2 separate regions of the Mus musculus genome follow, and region 2 is linked to region 1. A link is a contact called in public Hi-C data. All regions are on one chromosome and are shown on one strand. The core of a region is the stretch at or near the end of the contact, and the rest is flanking DNA. Distances in the headings are between cores, read along the strand shown.

Region 1 (3,854 bases), core at 617-3,116:
GCTAGTACTGCACTCCCTCTCATTCAAACAGCAGAGCCTGGTAGTCTTCTTGTCTTTACTATATATTAGTTGAATTTTTTAAAAACCTTCTTTGGTTAGAAATAAGACAGGAGTTAAGTGAACAGAGTTAGTGACACCATTCTGTTACACTGATGGATGGGAGAGGAGGGAAGATGGTTGACTTCAGACCCCCATTATATCAAGTCTACTAGCCTGTTGGATGACGAGGATAAAATCTTCCTTAAGATTTGTTGTGCAGTTGGCTAGATGATACACAAATGAGTGACAGAACACAGATTGATCTGTCTGGTGGGTCGCATATGATATGTGGCATCTGCCCTTTCTGCCTCTGTAAGTCTCACAGAACCTGCTGCATAAATCACATCTGGGAAAAAAAGTATCTTGCCTCCAAAGGACAGATACATGGAAAAGAACTTGATCTGTCTGCCAGGAGTGGTGGGTCTACGTGTCAATGGTAGGAGCTGAGACCTGAAAAGGGAATAGAGTGCTGCACTCTTAATGTAACTGTTTTCAAGTATTGAACCCTTTCAGGAGAATTGCTTGAGGAAGTAGAGGTGCTTCTGGACCACTCGGGAAATCTCTAGGATAAGTTAGTGAGAGATGAGTAGGTAACCAGACAGGCGAAGAAATAAGGTTGTTAATCAAAATGCTACGGCCAGCCTCAACCAGAGATGCCTGTTGGCAAAGAACACTGGTGAATGCAGAGATGCATGGCTGTTCAATGTGGAGAGAATAAGTTAGTGACAATTGAGTGTTCAACCCTGAGCACAGCATTTATACCTCTCCCTCTGAGGCTCTGGGAGCATGGTGGAAGAAGAGCTAGAAAAGAAATGTAAGAGCTTCAAGACAGGGAGAAGCACTAGGAATGTTGGTTTCTGGACATGGCACAGTGGTTACAGTCAGTACTCCACAGCAGCTGTGGCTGCCTTCAGTGGGGCCCAAGAGTAAATCAGGGATAGGGGCTCTACCCTTCCCTGCTGATGGAATTGGGAGGAAGGGCAGTTGTGGTCTTAAGGCCCATTGAGGAGCTCATCAGACTCACAAAGGTGATCTTAGTTAAACTCAGAATAAAACAGCAAGTCATGAATGTAGGAAAATTACCTGGGATCAGATACTAGAGGTAGGAAAGAAATTCGGGTAAAAGAATACACTTTAGACATGTATGAAATTGCCAAAGAACAAATTAAAAATACCAACTAGGCAGCTGGATGTGAGTGATGGGACAGGATAGACAAAGATACCGGTTTACCAAGCTGGGGATCCTGGAAGATAGAGTGCTAAGGAAGAAACCGTAAACTAGAGGTCAGTCAGCGGGAAGACTCATTTCTGCTATCCTGATAGCACCCTCTTGGTTGAGATACTCATGTGATAGTGACACAGTGGTCTGACGTTCAGAAAATAATGTAGGTTTAAGGGTGCTTGCTGAGGATAATCAGCATACGGGAGGCAGTTGACAGAGAGTGTGAGCCCCAGGAAGAAAGTGTGTAGGGCATATAGAGGGCAGTCAGCAGTGCCACTCCATTGCAGATGGAGGACCCATAAAATGCCCGGTGAAGAAACTGATATCCTCAGGGCAGCACAGGTAGAGTGTTTCAGAAAGAGGAAATAAATATCCATGTGGGAAAAGACCTAAAATAAGGGTCTGTAATTAAGGTGGTTGCAGGAACGTGGCATCAGTGCCAGACTGTGGTAAAGACAGCCACAGTCAAGAAGGGAGCAGAGACAACGTGCAGAGCAGTTACATCAGAAGTGCTGCTGCTGCTTCACAAAGTACAGAAGCAACCCTGTGCTCAGGATGGGAGGCATCTCCTGTCATGGCCCTTCCCTTAACTGCCACAAGGTGGTGCTCATCTCCCGGTCATCTCGTGGTCCACAGCTCCATAGAGTTTAAGTGGTTTCTCCATTTGCCCTGCAGAACAGCTTCAGCAGAAGGACCAGCAGATCCTCCTCTTGCTGGAAGAGAAGGAGATGATTTTCCGGGACATGACTGAGTGCAGCACTCCCTTGCCAGAGGATTGCTCCCCAACGCACAGCCCGAGAGTGCTCTTCCGCTCCAACACAGAGGAGGCTCTCAAAGGAGGACCGCTGATGAAAAGTGCAATAAATGAAGGTAATTTACACACAGTATCGGCCCCTCCTGTGTGTACACTAATGTCCTCTGCCAGTTCCTGCCATTAATAACTAAAGCACCAGTATAAAAAACTGCCCAGTGTCAGTATAGTAACTATCCCTTAGTTATAGTAAATATCCCTTATAAGCACTATGCAGGCTAAGAAATAAAATGTGGCAGATACCCTGAAAGCCTTTGCATGTCCCCGTCATATCTAACTTCCTCCTAACAGGTGCAGCTTCCCTAAAGTGCATTAATAATCACTTAAGTATTTTCCCCTTCTTTCTGGTTTTATTTTTAAGTTATGTTAATGTATTTACTGTACGTGGGGTGGGGGGGAATCCACACTGTGACATGGACATAAAGGTTAGAGGACAGCTTGGAGAGTCCGTTCTCTCTACCATGTACGGCTCAGAGATCAAACTTAGGTCATCAGGCGTGGCCCCATGGTGAACATCAGGCATGGTCCCATGGTGAATGCCTTGACCTGCCATCTCAGTTAGGGTTATTATTGCTATGAGGAAACACCATGACCAAAAGCAAGTTGGGGAAGAGAGGGTTTATTTGGCTCACACCTCCACATCACTGTTCATCATCATGGGAGGGCAGGAGCCTGGAGGCAGGAGCTGACTCAGAAGCCACGGAGGGATGCTGCTTGCTGGCTTGCTGGCTGGCCCACAGCCCCATCTTACGGAGGCATTTTCTCAATTGAGGTTCCCTTCTCTCAGATAAGTTTAGTTTGTGTCAAGTTGGCATAAAAGTACCCTTGCGTGCCTGCTGAGCCATCCTACAAGCCTGCATCCCCTTGCTCGCCCTGTACTTTATCCTTGGAGTAGCTGAGCTTTTTGAACCATGAGTTGGAGTTTCCATATGGTACCTTCTGTCCTCTAGATCTTGCAGTCACCGCTGCTTGCGTTACTCATAATGTGTGCTCCTGTGGTACTGGTTCTTTCCCAGGGAAATATCAGGTCCTAGGTAGCCCTGTTTCTGTGGAATAGGAACCGTGGGATGGATAGAAGGCTGAATGCCGGGGGGAGGGGGGGTCTTCTTTGTGTGCCAGTCCTCTGCTAGTACCTGCACTACGTTGTACACATGTCATGAGGCTGCAGTTGTAGCTCAGAGATAGAGCTCTGCATGCAAGAGGGGCCTTGTGATCAGTCACCAGCCCCAAAATAAACTTACTATGGATTCATGGGTTCTAGATCTCTGAGCAGTTCCCAACCTCATTTAAAGCTAGTGTCCTCCACTGGCCACAGTGCAGAGCTTGCTTCCAGGAGTTAAGGAATTCATTCCTTCAAGATTTCTGGTCTCTTAGTGAAAAATATTTTAAGATCGAAATCTAGGTACCAGGGATATAGTATATATAGTAGTTGCTGTGAGGTTTTAAACATTACTGTGTTGTCCTTTTCAGTGGATGGAGCTAATCAAATTACAAATTACAGGTTGCCTTTTTTATTTTAAAACCTTATCACTTACAAATGTCTGTCTGTTTTCCACATTGAGTATTCTTTCTCAAGGATACCCTATTCTATATTCTATTATAGAATTAGAATAACCTCTATTGGGTCGATAAGATGGCTTAGTTTAGGTGAAGGCACTTGCTGCAAAGTGATGACCTGAGTTGATTCCCAGAAGCCACATAATAAAAGGGCTTCCACACCCTCCTTGACACTCATGGACCACCACATATATACATACACACAGAGAGAGAGAGGGAGAGAGA
Region 2 (3,627 bases), core at 665-3,164, 43 kb after region 1:
GTCTGGATTTAGATGAGGGCTGAGATCGGAGTTTGGATTTAGATGAGGGCTGAGGTGAGGACTGAGGTGAGGGCTGAGGTGAGGGCTGAGATCGGGGTTTGGATTGAGATGGGCACTGACAGGAGTGAAGCAGTGGGGAGTTCTGTATGTAGGGTTTACTAGTCTTGTTACCCATTTTGTCTTCCAGTCACCCCAAACCCAAACCTCAGAAGACTCAGGACAAAAACAAAAAACAAAACAAAACAAAACAAAAAACAGAAAAGGCAAACAAAACAGAACAGGACACACAGGACCAAGAAGGCAGTGTGACCTCTCCCTAGTGCCCTGGACAGGAGTTCATCTATCTCCTAAGACACTGTATCCAGATGGGATCCTAGTAGAAGAGGACCAGATGTTACGTAAGGAAAGCAATGACTTACCAATGAAGGCTCCTCATCCAGGTGCTTGCTGGGTTTCTTTTCCTGCAGCTGTGGACCTCCGAACTGAAATCAAGCCTGCAGGGGCCTTGGAACGTCTCAAGGTGCACACCCTGGGCAGTGGTGCTCTGGTACCTGAGGTTTGAAGGGAAGGGTCCAGGTTCTGAATTTGGGTAGGGATTTGTTAAAGCTACCCTCCGCCCTAGCTTAGCCCCTCCCCCCCCGCCCCCCCACCCCCCCCTCCGTCCCCCGCCCCCCCCCCCCAATTTAGCTGTAACCCTCCTGCCTCATGCTTGTCAGCCACCTCATACTGCTGACAACAGTTTGGCTCAGAGAGAGATCAAGTTGGCCATATATCCTGTTCTGTTCTGAGGTTCTTAGAAATTCCCCAACCACAGCCTTCACTTGGGACCAACCAAAATAGAAACCAGCTTCAACTGTTATGCCTAAACTAGTAACAACTTGGGAAAGGCAGACCACCTGCAGCCCGCCCAGTACCTGCTTATAAAAGCTCCCTGTGGGGTTTTAACCTCTATAAACTGACCCTAGAAAACATTCAGGGTTGTAGCTTCCAGCTGTAGAGTCTGAGCTACATCTCTGATTGATCAATCTTAGGATGTGCGTTCGATAAACTATCCCTGACTGAAATCTATGTTTATACAGTTTATGGACCCTAACAGCTTCTTATATCACTGGAGCCTCCAAAATTAATTAATTTATTAATCCCACCGAATGAGGATAAAGAACACCTTATTCCGTGCACAGCCAAGTCTGTGCACAGCTGTCTCCCCCTAAATTTCCCATACTTCTCTTATAGGACAAAACCAATGGGAGAGAGAGGTATTTTGCAAGCAGGCGGGTTTACAGAGAGCACAAGGCAGTTATAGAACTCTTCCTGGAGCACAAGGTACAAAACATCTGTCGGGCACAGCCTAACTCCAAGAAACAGAATATTAAAACTTTTACCCCAGTCGGGTCTACAAAGTGAGTTCCAGGACAGCCAGGGCTACACAGAGAAACCCTGTCTCAAAAAACAAACAAAACAAAACAAAAAACTTTTACCTAGCCGGGCAGTGGTGGTGCACGCCTTTAATCCCAGCACGTGGGAGGCAGTGGCAGGTGGATTTCTGAGTTCGAGTCCTGCCTGGTCTACAAAGTAAGTTCCAGGACAGCCAGGGCTACACAGAGAAACCCTGTCTCGAAACCCTCTAGCCCCCACCCCACCCCAAAAAACTTTAACCTAACTGAGGCAGAATCTCAAAATGACTCCTGGTCTTAAATGGAGTCCGGCTGCTATCTCGACCCAAACTCCCCGACCCAGTAAACCGGACCCACGGTTCCACACGCTTCCGGGCGCTCCTGCCGCAAGGAGGCCGTCCGGATAACGGGCACTGCGAACACGGTCGGCCAGGACTCAACCCGGTACTCACCATGCAGCTCACGCACTGCAAGTCCCTGCCGCCGCCGCCGCCGCTGACGCAGTGCTGCCGCCAAAAAGCCAATTTCTCCCCAATTCCCGCCCCATTTTATGGTTCCTAAGCACAAAAGCCAATCAGAGGCCGTAGATTTGTGACGGATGGCCCGACGAACCCATACTACAGCTGCATTTGGAGGAAGGGGTGGGCTGCCCCAGCCTCTGGTCCAGCGAGGGGCCGGGAGGGGAAAGAAAAGTTAGTGCCACCTGATTCTTTTTTTGTTTGTTTGTTTTCGAGACAGGGTTTCTCTGTATAGCCCTGGCTGTCCTGGAACTCACTTTATAGACCAGGCTGGCCTCGAACTCAGAAAAAAGAACAAAGGATTCATATATTTTTGCCTCCCACACCTAGTTAGATTGCAACGCAAATGTTTTAATCCGCCCCCACCCCCACCCAGTAAAACCCTGGTTTAGTAGTGGCGCACACCTTTAATCCCAGCACTCGGGAGGCAGAGGCAGGCAGATTTCTGAGTTCGAGGCCAGCCTGGTCTACAAAGTGAGTTCCAGGACAGCCAGGGCTACACAGAGAAACCCTGTCTCGGAAAAAAAACAAAAGCCAAAACCAAAACCAAAACCAAAACCAAATCTTGGTTTACTCAAGGCAACAAACTGCATTCCAGGAGTCCCATGGCCTGCAGCAGTGACCTTGTAAAGATGAAGCATGGTGTGAGTATCTACATCTTAAGTCAGCCACACATTCACATTTGCTGGGGCTTGATCATTATTGAAAATAAGCCAAGGGTAGATGTGTTCTGCTTCTCCCCACGCCCCTTTCCTTCTGCATGAAGCCAGCTCAGTCATCGGGGTCTCAAAGGAGGGAGGGAGGTTAAAGAAAGAAAAGACAATTAAACAACATTATAACACGACCCCAACCAGGGCTGATGTGGGTTTATTTTTCTCCAGCTTGCTTTTATGTCATCTAAGGTCAGTTCTTAGATTAAAGACAATGTAGTCAAACAAGGCAATAAACAGGATGACCAAGACACAAGGAACACAGTACATTATTCTTATCTGAGCCTCCTCCCTTGTCCTCCAAGCCAAAAGTAAATATTCTTGCCAATATCCTTGAAGCTGCATCAAGGACTCTCCACACTGTGAGTATCCACATCTTAAGTCAGCCACCTATCCACTGAGGTTTGACCATCACTGAAGATAAGCCAAGGGTCAGATGTGTTCTGTTTCTCCTCATGCCCCTTTCCTTCTGTGTGACTCAGAAATGTATTCATGCCCCTTTCCTTCTGTGTGACTCAGAAATGTATTATTAAGAGAGACCAGAAACAAAAAAAAAAGAGACCAGATACTGCCGGGCAGTGGTGGCACACACCTTTAATCCCAGCACTTGGGAGGCAGAGGGAGGCAGATTTGAGTTCAGGGCCAGCCTGGTATACAGAGTGAGTTCCAGGACAGCCAGGGCTACACAGAGAAACCCTGTCTCGAAAAACCAAAAAGAAGGAGGAGGAGGAGATGAAGTGGGGGGGAGGAGGAGGAGGAGGAGGAGGAGGAGGAGGAGGAAGAGGAGGAAGGAGGAGGAGGAGGGGGAGGAGGAGGATGAAGGAGGAGGAGGAGGAAGAAGAAGGAGAAGGAGAAGGAGAAGAAGAAGAAGAAGAAGAAGAAGAAGAAGAAGAAGAAGAAGAAGAAGAAGAAGAAGAAGCAGCTGCTGCCTCTGCTCTTTCCGAGGTCCTGAGTTCATTCAAATTTCAGCAACCACATGGCGGCTTACAACCATCTGTAATGGGA

What was found. A called contact is a pair of places that touch in the nucleus more often than the background predicts.
Region 2: a Hi-C map of CD8 T cells shows a contact between it and region 1, with 1.6 times the contacts expected there. The contact joins the promoter of AU020206 here to the enhancer-like site in region 1. A contact is called at or near these places in 1 of 15 datasets of contacts at CTCF or cohesin (CD8 T cells), 7 of 484 Hi-C or Micro-C datasets (CD4 T cells, CD8 T cells, ECoMG-derived neutrophils and 3 more) and 2 of 115 datasets of contacts at active chromatin or transcription factors (bone marrow-derived macrophages and embryonic stem cells).

What each region holds. Positions count from the first base shown.
Region 1 is chr7:75,737,430-75,741,283 of GRCm38.p6, forward strand. Akap13 (A kinase (PRKA) anchor protein 13) reads left to right here. Exons shown (of 37, transcript NM_029332.1): 30 at 1,937-2,131. Among named protein-coding and RNA genes, the nearest start is that of AU020206, 43 kb to the right of the region's middle. Within about 2 kb of position 1,867, at least 19 of the 459 cell types and tissues checked have an H3K27ac peak or open chromatin away from gene starts, as enhancers often do. A contact at or near this core is called in CD8 T cells, where this site is marked.
Region 2 is chr7:75,780,206-75,783,832 of GRCm38.p6, forward strand. It overlaps AU020206 (expressed sequence AU020206), which reads right to left and starts at 1,915. Exons shown (of 3, transcript NR_165329.1): 1 at 1,847-1,915; 2 at 420-551. RefSeq lists a cis regulatory region at 1,536-2,278.